Linked DNA regions of Sus scrofa: region 2 is linked to region 1. A link is a contact called in public Hi-C data. All regions are on one chromosome and are shown on one strand. Each heading gives the region's core, a stretch centred on a gene start, on an enhancer-like site or on the middle of the called end of the contact. The rest is flanking DNA. Distances are from core to core; before and after follow the strand shown.

Region 1 (5,859 bases), core at 1,707-4,206:
TTTTTTTTTTTTTTGGTCTTTTTATGCCCATAGCCGCAGCATATGGAGGTTCCCAGGCTAGGGGTCGAATCAGAGCTGTAGCTGCTGGCCTACACCACAGCCACAGCAACACTAAGCAAGATCCTTAACCCACTAAGCGAGGCCAGGGATCAAACCTGCAATCTCATGGTTACCAGTTATTTGGATTCACTTCCACTGCGCCACAATGAAAATTCCTGATTTATTGTTAAATGAAAAAACAGGCTGCAAAGGAATATCATCCCATAAATTCCCACATGCTTAACTCATTACATGTATACATGTACGTTGAAAAAAATCTAAAGAATCAATACCAAAAGGTTAATACTAGTGATGTAAGCAAGACTATGGATTTACTTTATTTTTATTTCTTATTTTCTTGGCTGCTGCATGCAGCAGCTTAATGTGGGATCTCAGTTCCCAGCTCAGGAATTGAACCCAAGCCACAGAGGTGAAAGTGGTGAATTCTAACCACTAGATCACCAGGGAATTCTATTCCAGATTCTATTTTTTTTTTTTTTTCCTTTTCTAGGGCTAAATCCACGGCATATGGCGGTTCCCAGGCGAGGGGTCTAATGGGAGCTGTAGCCGCCGGCCTGCACCACAGCCACAGCAACGGGGGATCCCAGCCGCGTCTGCGACCTACACCACAGCTCACAGCAATGCTGGATCCTTAACCCACTGAGCAAGGCCAGGGATTGAAGCTGCAACCTCATGGTTCCTTGTTGGTTTCGTTAACCACTGAGCTACCACGGGCACGCCAAGATTCTATTTTTAAATGTCTGTTCAAACTTGTCGATAACAAACCTAGAAGTTATATATGCTTGTGCAATAAAATATTATGAAAGTGGGAAACTAATCTGTTTACCTTCCCATCTCCATGGGTCCTTAAGGTTGTTTCGGTTTTGCTGAACTGAAAGTAATGGCTTTGTGACTTTTGAAAAAGAAAAGGCACTAGCTAGCTGAGTTAATTTTTTAAGTTGGGGCAAACGGTCTTTCCTGGTGCCCCTGAAAATGCCGCCACCAGGTGGCAGCCTGTTCCATCTGTTAGGTCAGTGGGCCGGCCTCTGTCTTGGATTCCGCACAGCAGGGTCCCAACACGGAAGGCCTTTGTCTGGGTCCCAAACATGACCAACACACCCAGTGTGCAAACTGACCCCTTGCTCCCCTTTCCTCTATATGCCACAGACCAGAGCCCATACTCTGGTCCACTGAGGGTCAAAGTCATCTTAGGCCCCCTTTTACCCCCAGGAGCAACGGCCACCAGGCAGAACACTGAGAAAGGATCTTAAAGTAGCCGATGCTTACTGCGTCCTCAACTCCCCTCCCCAACACCACATCGACACATAGAAATTCTCATTTATTTTTCACCCTGAACAAGGGGGTGGCAAGGCCTCTTCCTCACTTTGCTCCTTCCCTTTGGGACTATTCACCACCAATCCTCCTTCCTTCAGGGAGGCCTTGGTCCGTAGAGACAGTCTCTGAGGAGTGCTTGAGCTGGTGGGGCTGGAGAAGCCAAAAGAGTGATCCCCAAGGGATAATGTCACTTTCCTGCCAACTCCCTCATTGCCTCTCCCTCGAAGCGAAAGGAATGCCAGCCTTCCGCTTCCGTCAGATCTCGGGCTCCTAGGGTCTTGTACAAGTCCACGGCCTTCTTGTTCCAGTCCAGGACTGCCAGGCGGAACTGGGAGCAGCCCTTATCCAGGGCCACCTATGGGAGAAGAATCGCTCACTTTCCGGGGGTCAAAAAGGAAAAGGCCTTCTCACCTGCCATTCAACCCAGGTGCCTCCCATCTGGCTTGGCTTTGCCAGGGCCCAGCTTGTAGCCCCACCCCTCTCCTCACCTCAGCCACTTTTTTGATTATTTTGGAACCAATCCCCTGACCTGATGTAGGGAGAAAAAAGCAAAAAGAGGGATTGTCTGAGCTGAAGGGGATCAGAAAAGACCACAGGCTACGATTAAGGGGCAAAAGATGGGGCAGTCTATGGGGTGATGATTTCTTCCCACCCCAGTCTTGCCCAGTACCCCGATATTCTGGCTTCACGTAGATGTCTTCCAGATAAATATTCCGTCCGGTCCATGTGCTATAGATGAAGTAGTACAGCCCATAGCCCACCATGCAAGACCCTGAGAGAGAAAAAAGAAGGGCAGGTGACTGGGCGCCTGGGGGAGCGACCTCTGAGGCTGACTGCAGGGGGCCCCTCTGAGGTCGGGATGTTCTTACCCTGTGGCTCCCCAGGGGCAGGAAGAATCTCTGCTACCAAACAGTGAAAGAAAGGATTCTCTCCGAAGCCGTCTGCTCTCAGGGCTGCAGGATGGGAGTTGCGACAAAGAGATAGAGAGAGAAGGCCTGGATGTGTGCCCAGCCTGGAGCTACTGCCTGAACTCATCCCTCACTCCCTCCCCAGCCTCCAGCAGGAGCCAGGTGTTGGGCCTCTACCTTCTTCACTGATCTTCACCTGGTCGGACAGTTTCTCGTACTCGGCGAGTTCCTATGGCGTGGGGGGCAGAGACAAGATTAAGGCAGGAGGTCTCCCTGCTCCCCGAGCAGGACCCCAGGGAGCCCTTCTCCCTCTGCTCCCACCTTCTCCTTCCCGCCCCACTCCCGCCGCGCCGCTCTGACCCCCTCTGGGACCCTGGTTTCCGGCCCGCATCTTTCACCCGAATCATCCTCAGGATATTTCCACAGTCTCCCTCCTTGGCCTCTCGGATGAGCACGGAAGCCATTCCGATCCTCAACGTCTGGGACCAAAGTCCAGGACCCCCACTTCCGCTCTGGAGCACCGGGCGAAGAGCAACTGGGACCCTTTAAGAGGCCTACAAATTCGGATCCCGGGAAGCCGGGGGCACGGGTGGGAAGCGAGGCGGTGAAGGAGCCGCGGGCTGGAAAGCCGAAGTCCAATTCCGGCTACTGCGGGGGGAGCGACAGCGACTAGGCGAGGGGTCTTCACTGCCTGGTAGCCTCTAAATTCGGCAGGGGCAGGCGCGCACCAATCAGCCAATCAGCTTGCAGAGAAGGCATGTCCCCGCCCACCCCAGCCCAGCCCCCTTGACCAGGTCTCGTGACCGCGCCTCTGGGCAGGGGTCAAGGCTGGACTGCCGAGGCTTCTTCGCGGTTTTTTGGGTGTTCCAGGCTCCACCGGAGAGAGAAAGCCCACGGCTCAAAAGACACCTTCTTTAACTGAAGTGTGCAGAATCTGCTGTACCATTTACTCAAACTCACCCATTCCAGCCCACCCACCTGGGACGAGCCCCAAACCTCCTTCTGGCTCAAAGTGTTACTTCTCTTAGGAGCCTTTGTATTTTAAAATAGGCCAGGGACATTGCAAAATAAACTATAATTTATTTTTATTTATTTACTTATTCATTTTGCTTTTTAGGGCCGCACCCGTGGCATATGGAGGTTCCCAGGTCAGGGGTCAAATCAGAGCTGTAGTTGCCAGTCTGTACCACAGCCACAGCAATGCAGGATCCGAGCCATGTCTTCAACCTACACCACAGCTCACAGCAACGCTGATCCTTAACCCACTGAGCAAAGCCAGGGATCGAACCCGCAACCTCATGGTTCCTAGTCAGATTCGTTAACCACTGAGCCACAACGGAAACTCCCAAACAAATTTTTTTTAAGAATAAAATAATAGGAGTTCCCGTCGTGGCACAGTGGTTAACAAATCTGTCTAGGAACCATGAGGTTGCGGGTTTGATCCCTGGCCTCGCTCAGTGGGTTGAGGATCCAGCGTTGCCATGAGTTGTGGTGTAGGTCACAGATGGAGCTCCGATCCCCCATTGCTGTGGCTGTGGCATAGGCCAGGGGCTACAACTCCGATTTGACGCCTAGCCTGGGAACCTACATATGCCACGGAAGTGGCCCTAGAAAAGACAAAAAAAAAAAAAGGTAAAATAATAAAATAAAATGGATCAGGGAGAGGGTGATGAATTTCTGGTGGTAAATGGTTAGGCCTTGTAGGAAACTGATAAGGGAAGATAATGGGGGGTGGGGGCTTGGGGGGGGGAGTCTCTCAGTATCTGCTGAATCAGTCAGTGGATACAAAGACAATACCTCCCTATGAGGCAAACCTCAGAGCTTGTGAGAATATTGAGGAAGGAGCTCAGAGCAGATACCAGGCGCTGTGCCTGCATTATCCCCATTCATCCTCGTTCACAGTAACCCCATAAAGTATTATTTTTCACGTTTCACAGAGGAGGACACTGAAGCATGACAGTGGGGTGACTTGCCCACAGTCACCCAGCTAGTATTTGAGGTTCCATGTCTCAGCTGTAGACCTCACGGAGGATGCTACTTGGGGAGCCAGGCAGGACTGCTTTTAGAGCTCATGGTTGTCAAGGCAGCCTCCGCAGGTGGGTGGAAGGCTTGGAGGACCCAGGTCAGGCTCTAGAGGGAGAGGGGAAGTAGGTGTCGTCTTCCAGCTCTTCAATTTCTCCGCAGTGTGGGAGGGTGGTCCTCAGAGGGGCAGGAGGGTCAGGGGCCCTGTCTCCCCCACTTCTCCCCACCGCCAGCAACCTTTAACCCTTCCCCAACCATGTGCCAGGGCTGCCTGCCCCCACGCATTCTCCCCAGAGTTGTCAGAGGCACAGAGAAGGCCGAGGTTGATTATGGAGAGCAGAGGGCCTCGGGCCACATGGCGTGGGCTGCTGCGGCCACCATTGCCACCTCCCAGCCATGAAGAACAGGCCCTGAGACGTGATCTCCTGATCAGGTGCTGGGCAGAGAGGGGCTCAGCCCTGCACTCTTCTTTCTGTCCTCCTCCTGCCTTGGAGCAGTGCCTCGCTCCCTCCCTCGCTCCCTCCATCTGTCTCTGGCTTGTCCTTATTTCAACTTAATAATTTTTCTCTCTGACAGAGGCCTCAGGACCCTCCTGCTCTGTGCCTCGAAATGGCCATGGACAAGAGCCTGTCACCATCAGGACCTTTAGCCTAACCAAGATCACAAAGGATGAGGTTGACCTCGTTCCTTGACCTAGTCCTCTGACCTCACCCTCTCTCCATCAGCTGCTGTTTTCTTTTTTTCTTTTTTTTCGTCTTTTTGCCATTTCTTGGGCTGCTCCCGCGGCATATGGAGGTTCCCAGGCTAGGGGTCGAATCGGAGCTGTAGCCACCGGCCTACGCCAGAGCCACAGCAATGCAGGATCCGAGCCACGTCTGCAACCTACACCACAGCTCACGGCAACGCCAGATCATTAACCCACTGAGCAAGCGCAGGGACCGAACCCGCAACCTCATGGTTCCTAGTCGGATTCGTTAACCACTGAGCCACGACGGGAACTGCTCCTCTTTTCTTTTAATTGACGTAGGGTTGATTAACAATGTTGTGGTAGTTTCTGGTATACAGTCAAGTGTCTCAGTTTTATATGTATATATTCTTTTCCAGATTCTTTCCCATTATAGTTTATTACAAGATCCTGGATATAGCTTTCTGAGCTACACTGTAGGACTTTGTTGTTTATCTATTTTATGTGTAGTAGTGTGTATCTGTTAGTCCCAAACTCCCAATTTAGCCCTCCCCCCTTTCCTCTTTGGTAACCATAAGTTTGTTTTCTATGTCTGTGAATCTGTTTCAGTTTTGTTTTGTGTGGGTTTTTTTTTTTTTTTTTTTTTTTTTTTTGGTCTTTTTTTCCTTCTAGGGCTGCACCCATGGCATATGGAGGTTCCCAGGCTAGGGGTCTCATCGAGCTGAAGCCACCGGCCTATGCCACAGCCACACCAACGCCAGATCTGAGCCAAGTCTGCAACCTGCACCACAGCTCACAGCAATGCTGGATCCTTAACCTGCTGAGCAAGGTCAGGGATCGAACTTGCAACATCATGGTTCCTAGTCGGAT
Region 2 (5,821 bases), core at 1,145-3,644, 170 kb after region 1:
GGAAAGGCAAGGTTCCAGCACTGTAGAGCCTCCTCCAACAATGTACTCTCCTTTCACCTCTGTGCCCCCAACCTCCTGGTTCTAGAGAAGCTCACAGCAAACAGCCCTGAGCCTGGGCTGGGGAGCCAGACAGGTTCAAGGTTGAAATCTGGCTTTGCCTTCACTGACTGGCTTTGCAAAGTCATTAACTTAGAAACTTAGGGCAAGTTACTAGCCTCTCCAAGGGTATTTCAAGGATTCCTGGTACTGTGCATAGTGCCTAGCATGTGCTTCATTAATAGTGACTGGTTTGAAGTTCCTGTCGTGGCTCGGTGGTTAACAAATCCGACCAGGAACTATGAGGTTGCAGGTTCGATCCCTGGCCTCGCTCAGTGGTTGAGGATCTGGCGTTGCCGTGAGCTGTGGTGTAGGCCAGTGGCTGCAGCTCTGATTCGACCCCTAGCCTGGGAACCTCCATATGCCACCGGTGCCTCCCTAGAAAAGACCAAAAAAAAAGGAAAAAAAAAGTGGCAGTGTGACCAGTTCATATTACCGTTGCTATTGTTGTTAATAAATAGCTGTCATGGAGTTCCCCTTGTGGTGCAGTAGAAACGAATCTGACTAGGAATCATGAGGTTGTGGGTTCGATCCCTCGCCTTGCTCAGTGGGTTGAGGATCTGGCATTGCCGTGAGCTGTGGTGCAGGTCGCAGACTTGGTTTGGATCTGGCATTGCTGTGGCTCTGGCGAAGGCCGGCAGCTACAGCTCTGATTTGACCTCTAGCCTGGGAACCTCCATGTGCTGCGGGTGTGGCCCTAAAAAGACAAATAAATAAATAAATAGTTGTCATTTTATGCTTCTTTCCTGGAATTTGGCACCATGTATTCTTATATCTGCTCTGAGTGTTCAAAATAAGGATTTGAACACACACTGCCTCCTCCTCCAGGCATATCCCTCACAAAAGCCATTGGCTTCATGGACCCGGGACTTGGCTCTGCGTGTGGAACAGTTTGAGCTGTGGGCCAGCCGCGCACGGCCTCCTGTGATCTTCTGGCTGTCAGGCTTCACCTTTCCCACCGGCTTCCTCACTGCTGTGCTGCAGTCTTCAGCTCGCCAAAACAATGTGAGCAGTGCGGAACATGTGACGGGGAGGGATCTGGGCACATGTATTTTCTCTCCTCTTTGGGGGGTCCTCCCTTATTCTCACCTTCCATCCCCAGATTTCAGTGGACAGCCTCTCTTGGGAGTTTGTCGTCTCCACCGTGGACGACAGCAACCTAGTATATCCACCCAAGGTGGGAGCCAGATGTGCTTCTGGGCTCTGAGCAGAGGGGGCTCTGGCGGAGCAGGGTGCTGGGAGCAAAGGCGGGAAACAATTGGTTGAGAGGGGAGGACTGAGGTGCTGTTAACCGAGGGACTAGATTGCCCCTCAACCTGCCCCCATGTCTTCCCAGGACGGGGTCTGGGTTCGGGGCCTATACCTGGAGGGTGCCGGCTGGGACCGGAAGAACTCCTGCTTGGTGGAGGCAGAGCCCATGCAGCTTGTCTGCCTCATGCCCACGATCCACTTCCGACCTACAGAGAGCCGCAAGAAGAGTGCCAAGGGTGGGACAGCTCCCTCAAGCTTGCCTGCCCCATCCCTAGTCTGGATCAGCCCAGCCTCTGCTCCACCCTTCCTTCCCAGAGGCTCCAGGGTCTGACTCTTTCTCCTCTCCTTTCCGCAGGCATGTACTCCTGTCCCTGCTATTACTATCCCAACCGGGCAGGCAGCTCAGACCGTGCATCCTTTGTCATTGGCATCGACCTGCGCTCTGGGACCATGCCGTCTGATCACTGGATCAAGAGGGGCACTGCTCTACTCATGAGCCTGGACAGTTGAGAGGGCCTCCTCTTCTTCCTCGCTTGAGGGAGGGTCGAGGACGCTAGGAGCCAAGGCTGAGAACGCACCTCGGATAGAGGCTGGACCGCACTCAGGCCTTGACCTTGGTTGAATTTGTCTGTCCTGGGGACCTGGTAATCCCTAGTTCTGCTTGCCATGAAGGTGGAGGAATCGTATCGGAGTTCAGTGCAGTAAAACACCTCAGACCACCAGCCCGAAGTCTCTCAATGGGATAGTGGGGTTGTGGGGAGGGAGGAAGCCCGGGCTTTACGCAGGAGCTCCTGCGAGCCGCTACCAGAGGGAAAGGAGCAAGTGGGAGGGCTTCAGAGGAAGGGAGGTGTGGCCTCGATCGAAGGGGCCAGGCAGTGGGCCCTGAAGAAGGTGTGGCTAAACCTTGGGGGCAGGGCTTGAGCGGGTGGGGCGGGGCTTACTTTTGAAGGGCGCGTGATCCAAATGGATTAGGGGTTGGTCCGGCAGGGTTCAGTGCCAGACCCTGTACCTTCCACCCTGAACCCTGCATCCTGCATTCGCCATTTTATTCGGTACCTGCGCCGAGGCGAGCGGGGACCACCAGAAGGCGGGGCGGAGCGCGCGAGGGACTTCGGCGCAGGGAGGGGCGGGACCATGAGAAGGGGGCGGGGCTGGGCGCGGGGAGAGGGGGGCGGTGTTTGTGTTGGAAAATCCAACTGCGCCACGGGGCGGAGCGGCCCCCCCAGCCCCGGCCTGGGAGAGGGGGGGCCGCTCGACCCCCTGGACGACCTTGTGGAACCTGAACACCTGGGACACCCCAGAATTAGGTAACGGGGAGCCGGGGGGGGCATCTGGAAAGAGGGAAACCATCTTCGCGCAGGGGGGCGGGATGCCTGAGCCGCAGGAAGGGTAGAGCTGGGGATGGACGTTCGGGTCTCGGGAAAGAAGACTGGGGCGCAGGATATCTGGGTCCTATAGAAGAGAGCAGGGCGGGAGTGAGGGAAGAGCTGGGCGGCAGATGTCTTGGGTTCCGGATGTCGTGAGGGGCCTGAAAGGACTCCCCGTCCCTCTTGGGCTAGGATTCCCCTTCCCGACACTAGGGCGGGGCGCGGCGGTCCCTGACTGTGAAGGGCAGGACCGAAGGTCAGGGTTTGCAGATAGGTCAGCGTGACGGCCTCTTGAGGAAGGGTGTAGTCAGACAGGGTTGTGTCTCAAGTGCCGGGGCTGCGTCAAATCTCCCTCCAGTTCTTTCCACGGGGGACCTGGAGAGCCTTGCCTGTGACCCTCACAGCGGGGGCCCCGATAGCCTCCCAGCGGTAGCCTTCGCTCTCACCCGCTGCGCTGCACCTTACCTCCCTGCGATCGGCCTCACCCCGCTAGACTCCTTGTCCCAGGTCCTGCCCCTGCTCTGCTATCTCCTGTTAGCAGTCTTCGCTCGGCTCGGGCCCTCCTCCACTGAACCTTCCCATTGTAGCCACGAGATGGCGAGAGCAAGACGCACAGCGCGACTCAGGAGCCTGGGGTAGGGGATGCGGCCGAGAAAACAGCCGAAGCCCCCCGCCCCGGCCAGAGGGAAAGGTGGGCTGAGGCGCTCCTCTGACTTCCTGTCATCTCTGCCCACCACACAGGAAAGTGTGGGCGGGGGGGCGACAGGCTTGGGAGGAGGTGGGGGTCGGGACTCAGTCTCCGCCTCCCAGAGCAGGGGTAAATAGTGGGGAGGGGGCACGCGGGCAGGTTACTAAGCAACGCAGGTTCGCTTCCTGTCTGCTGCGGCTTGTGGCTGACTTAGGATGGGAGTTGGTGAGAATGGGGGGCTGGGAGACTGTGGAGAAGGTCGAGGGCAGGTCGACTGGTTCTCGAGACAGGGAGAGCCCTAGGAGGAAGGAGCGGAGCAGCGACCTGCGATGCCACTGAAACCGAGTCCGCGGTTGGTGTCGGGAGGGAGGCGGGACCCAGGCGAGGCGCTGTGCCCCGCTCGGCTTCCCTCCCAGGGGTTGCTTGCCCTGTTGCCAGAGTAACTGGAGAGCGAGACTCCGGAGCCAGATTCCCCAACTCTCGCGTCCGTCCAATCCGCTCCAGCGGCTGCCCCTGACATCAGGGCCTCGGCAGCCAATGTGGAGGAGGCATCGTAGAGCTACAGGAAGAGAGGGGAGGGAAGAGGTGGAGGCAGGGAGGGGGTAGCTGCCCGGGACCCGCACGTGCACTCCCACACGCTCGCGCCCACCCCCCCCTCCGTCGCACGCGCCGGAGTACCCCCCCTGCGCCTGCGCGGAGAGTCAGCGCTCGCTGCCCCCCGCCGCCCCCATCTAGAGTCTCCGTTCGCAAGCTAGTCCTGGGCTGAGCGCCTCAGCCCTTGGGGACCCAGACGTCTGGGTCCGCCGGCCTTCGTTCTCGGGGTCTCGAGCCGTTACTGCTCAGCCTGGGGTGGGAGGGGCCAGCTACCTGTTCCGCACCAACCCCCAGCTGGCGCCCCACCGTCCCAGGTGGGCTGGGCGGAGCTGTGGTTTCCGGCCCCATATGCTCCGCCGCTGCCTTCCCGGGCTCTGGCTTAGGTTGCCTCCCCAAGAGGAACGGAACGGTTATCTGCGCCCTTCCCGAGGCTTCACTCGCTCGGGCCCAGCTGCTGTTGGTGGCGGGGGAGGGCGCTGCGGGGAAGCCCCGGACGGCCCAGGTGATTCTTCCCGGACCATCACAACCTGTCCTCGCGTGAATTCCTCCTCTTTGATGTGCAACAAAATCCTTCCCATCCCTTATCGTTTCTTCCCCACTCGCCCTGGTGCTCTTTGCACCTCCCTCGGCTCCTTTCGGGCTGTCTCTCCCGGTCTCCACTCGTCCTTCTCGCTTCTCCCAGTTATATAACTCTTCCTCTTGCCGTGTCCTGATTTCAACTCCACAGACTCCGCCCTGGAACAGCGCGGGGAGGGGCAGGAGAGTTGGGACCCAGACTGATTCCGGCTGGCGGCCGGCTGGGGCACGGGGGTCCCGCCGATGGGAGACGGAGCCCCGCGGGACCTGGTGCCCCTGTCGCCCACCTCCCGCCCCCCACCCGAGATATCGCCCGGGAGAGAGAAGGCACAGTATCTCAGAGAGGCGTGTCGGGACTTCGTCAGAAATGTGGGTTGGGAGGTCAGGCCTGGAGCCGGAGAGGAGGAGCCGAGGGGCCCGAGTCCCAGGGATTGGAGCCGTACCGGGGGCAATAGATAAGGGCGGGACGCTTGGGTTCCTTCCTTCCTCTCCTTTTTGGGTTCCCAGAATTCCTAAGGCTGTTTCCCAGGAAGCTTAGCCTGCGGCCCCTCTCCGCCCCTCGGGGTCAAAGGTCTGTGTTAAAGGTTGCCTGGGATGATGTCACCACTGCACGTGCCCAGGGACAGTTGCCAGGCGATGAGGCCTCCTCCCCTTTACATTCCGCACCCCACCCCCCAAGTCGTGTTGCAGCCCCGTGCCTGCTTTTTTCCCCTCCTCTCTCTTCCTTGGCCTTAGGGCCCTGCAGGTGGGAAACCCTGGCCTGGAGTTTTGTGAGGGGGCGGGGCACGGGGTGTGGTGCAGTGGAAAGACTTTGCCCCTTTGCTGGTTAAGAGAACCCTGGGTCACTTTTTCCCTAGATTGGCACAGAAGGGCTTTCCCTCCAAGCGCCCCCCTCCCCCAGCCTCCCAGCAGTCTTTTTCCTTTCCCACCTGCTGCATTGCCAAGTGTTTCGTTGCCCCCCCCTCCTTTTGAGTTGAAATTGCCAGATAGCTCCTCACTCAGAAGAACTGTGTGTGGCATGCGGAATTCACCGGATACCAGTTCAGCCCTGACCTTAGTCAGTGGCACCTCACGCACACCCCCAACAGTGAGGAAGCGAGTCAAGAAACTGTATTAGATTGTATTAGGAAAGTCAGGGCCTTTATTCTGTGTCGGTGGGTAGATCTCACTCTTGAAGGAAGGGGACTCACTTGATAGCTATGGTTTCCCCTTCTCTGTTAAGTCCTGGGGTTGGTTATGGTATTGGATA

What was found. A called contact is a pair of places that touch in the nucleus more often than the background predicts.
Region 2: a Hi-C map of liver shows a contact between it and region 1, with 6 times the contacts expected there. The contact joins the promoter of KDM6B here to the promoter of SAT2 in region 1. A contact is called at or near these places in 1 of 5 promoter capture datasets (liver), 6 of 47 Hi-C or Micro-C datasets (alveolar macrophages, embryonic fibroblasts, fetal heart ventricle and 2 more) and 1 of 2 datasets of contacts at active chromatin or transcription factors (alveolar macrophages).

The regions. Positions count from the first base shown.
Region 1 is chr12:52,910,358-52,916,216 of Sscrofa11.1, forward strand. It overlaps SAT2 (spermidine/spermine N1-acetyltransferase family member 2), which reads right to left and starts at 2,957. Exons shown (of 6, transcript NM_001129962.2): 1 at 2,681-2,957; 2 at 2,460-2,511; 3 at 2,244-2,327; 4 at 2,045-2,146; 5 at 1,863-1,903; 6 at 1,368-1,729. The coding sequence starts at 2,746. The coding sequence ends at 1,562. SHBG (sex hormone-binding globulin) reads left to right here and starts at 4,354. Exons shown (of 7, transcript XM_021066315.1): 1 at 4,354-4,378; 2 at 4,881-4,978. The coding sequence starts at 4,354.
Region 2 is chr12:53,084,678-53,090,498 of Sscrofa11.1, forward strand. It overlaps KDM6B (lysine-specific demethylase 6B), which reads left to right and starts at 2,395. Exons shown (of 26, transcript XM_021067833.1): 1 at 2,395-2,654. DNAH2 (dynein heavy chain 2, axonemal) reads left to right here. Exons shown (of 89, transcript XM_013981316.2): 85 at 1-6; 86 at 925-1,101; 87 at 1,199-1,273; 88 at 1,433-1,583; 89 at 1,703-2,067. The coding sequence ends at 1,857. LOC110255906 (collagen alpha-2(V) chain-like) reads right to left here. Exons shown (of 4, transcript XM_021066316.1): 2 at 5,230-5,311; 3 at 4,617-5,084; 4 at 3,701-3,961. The coding sequence ends at 3,701.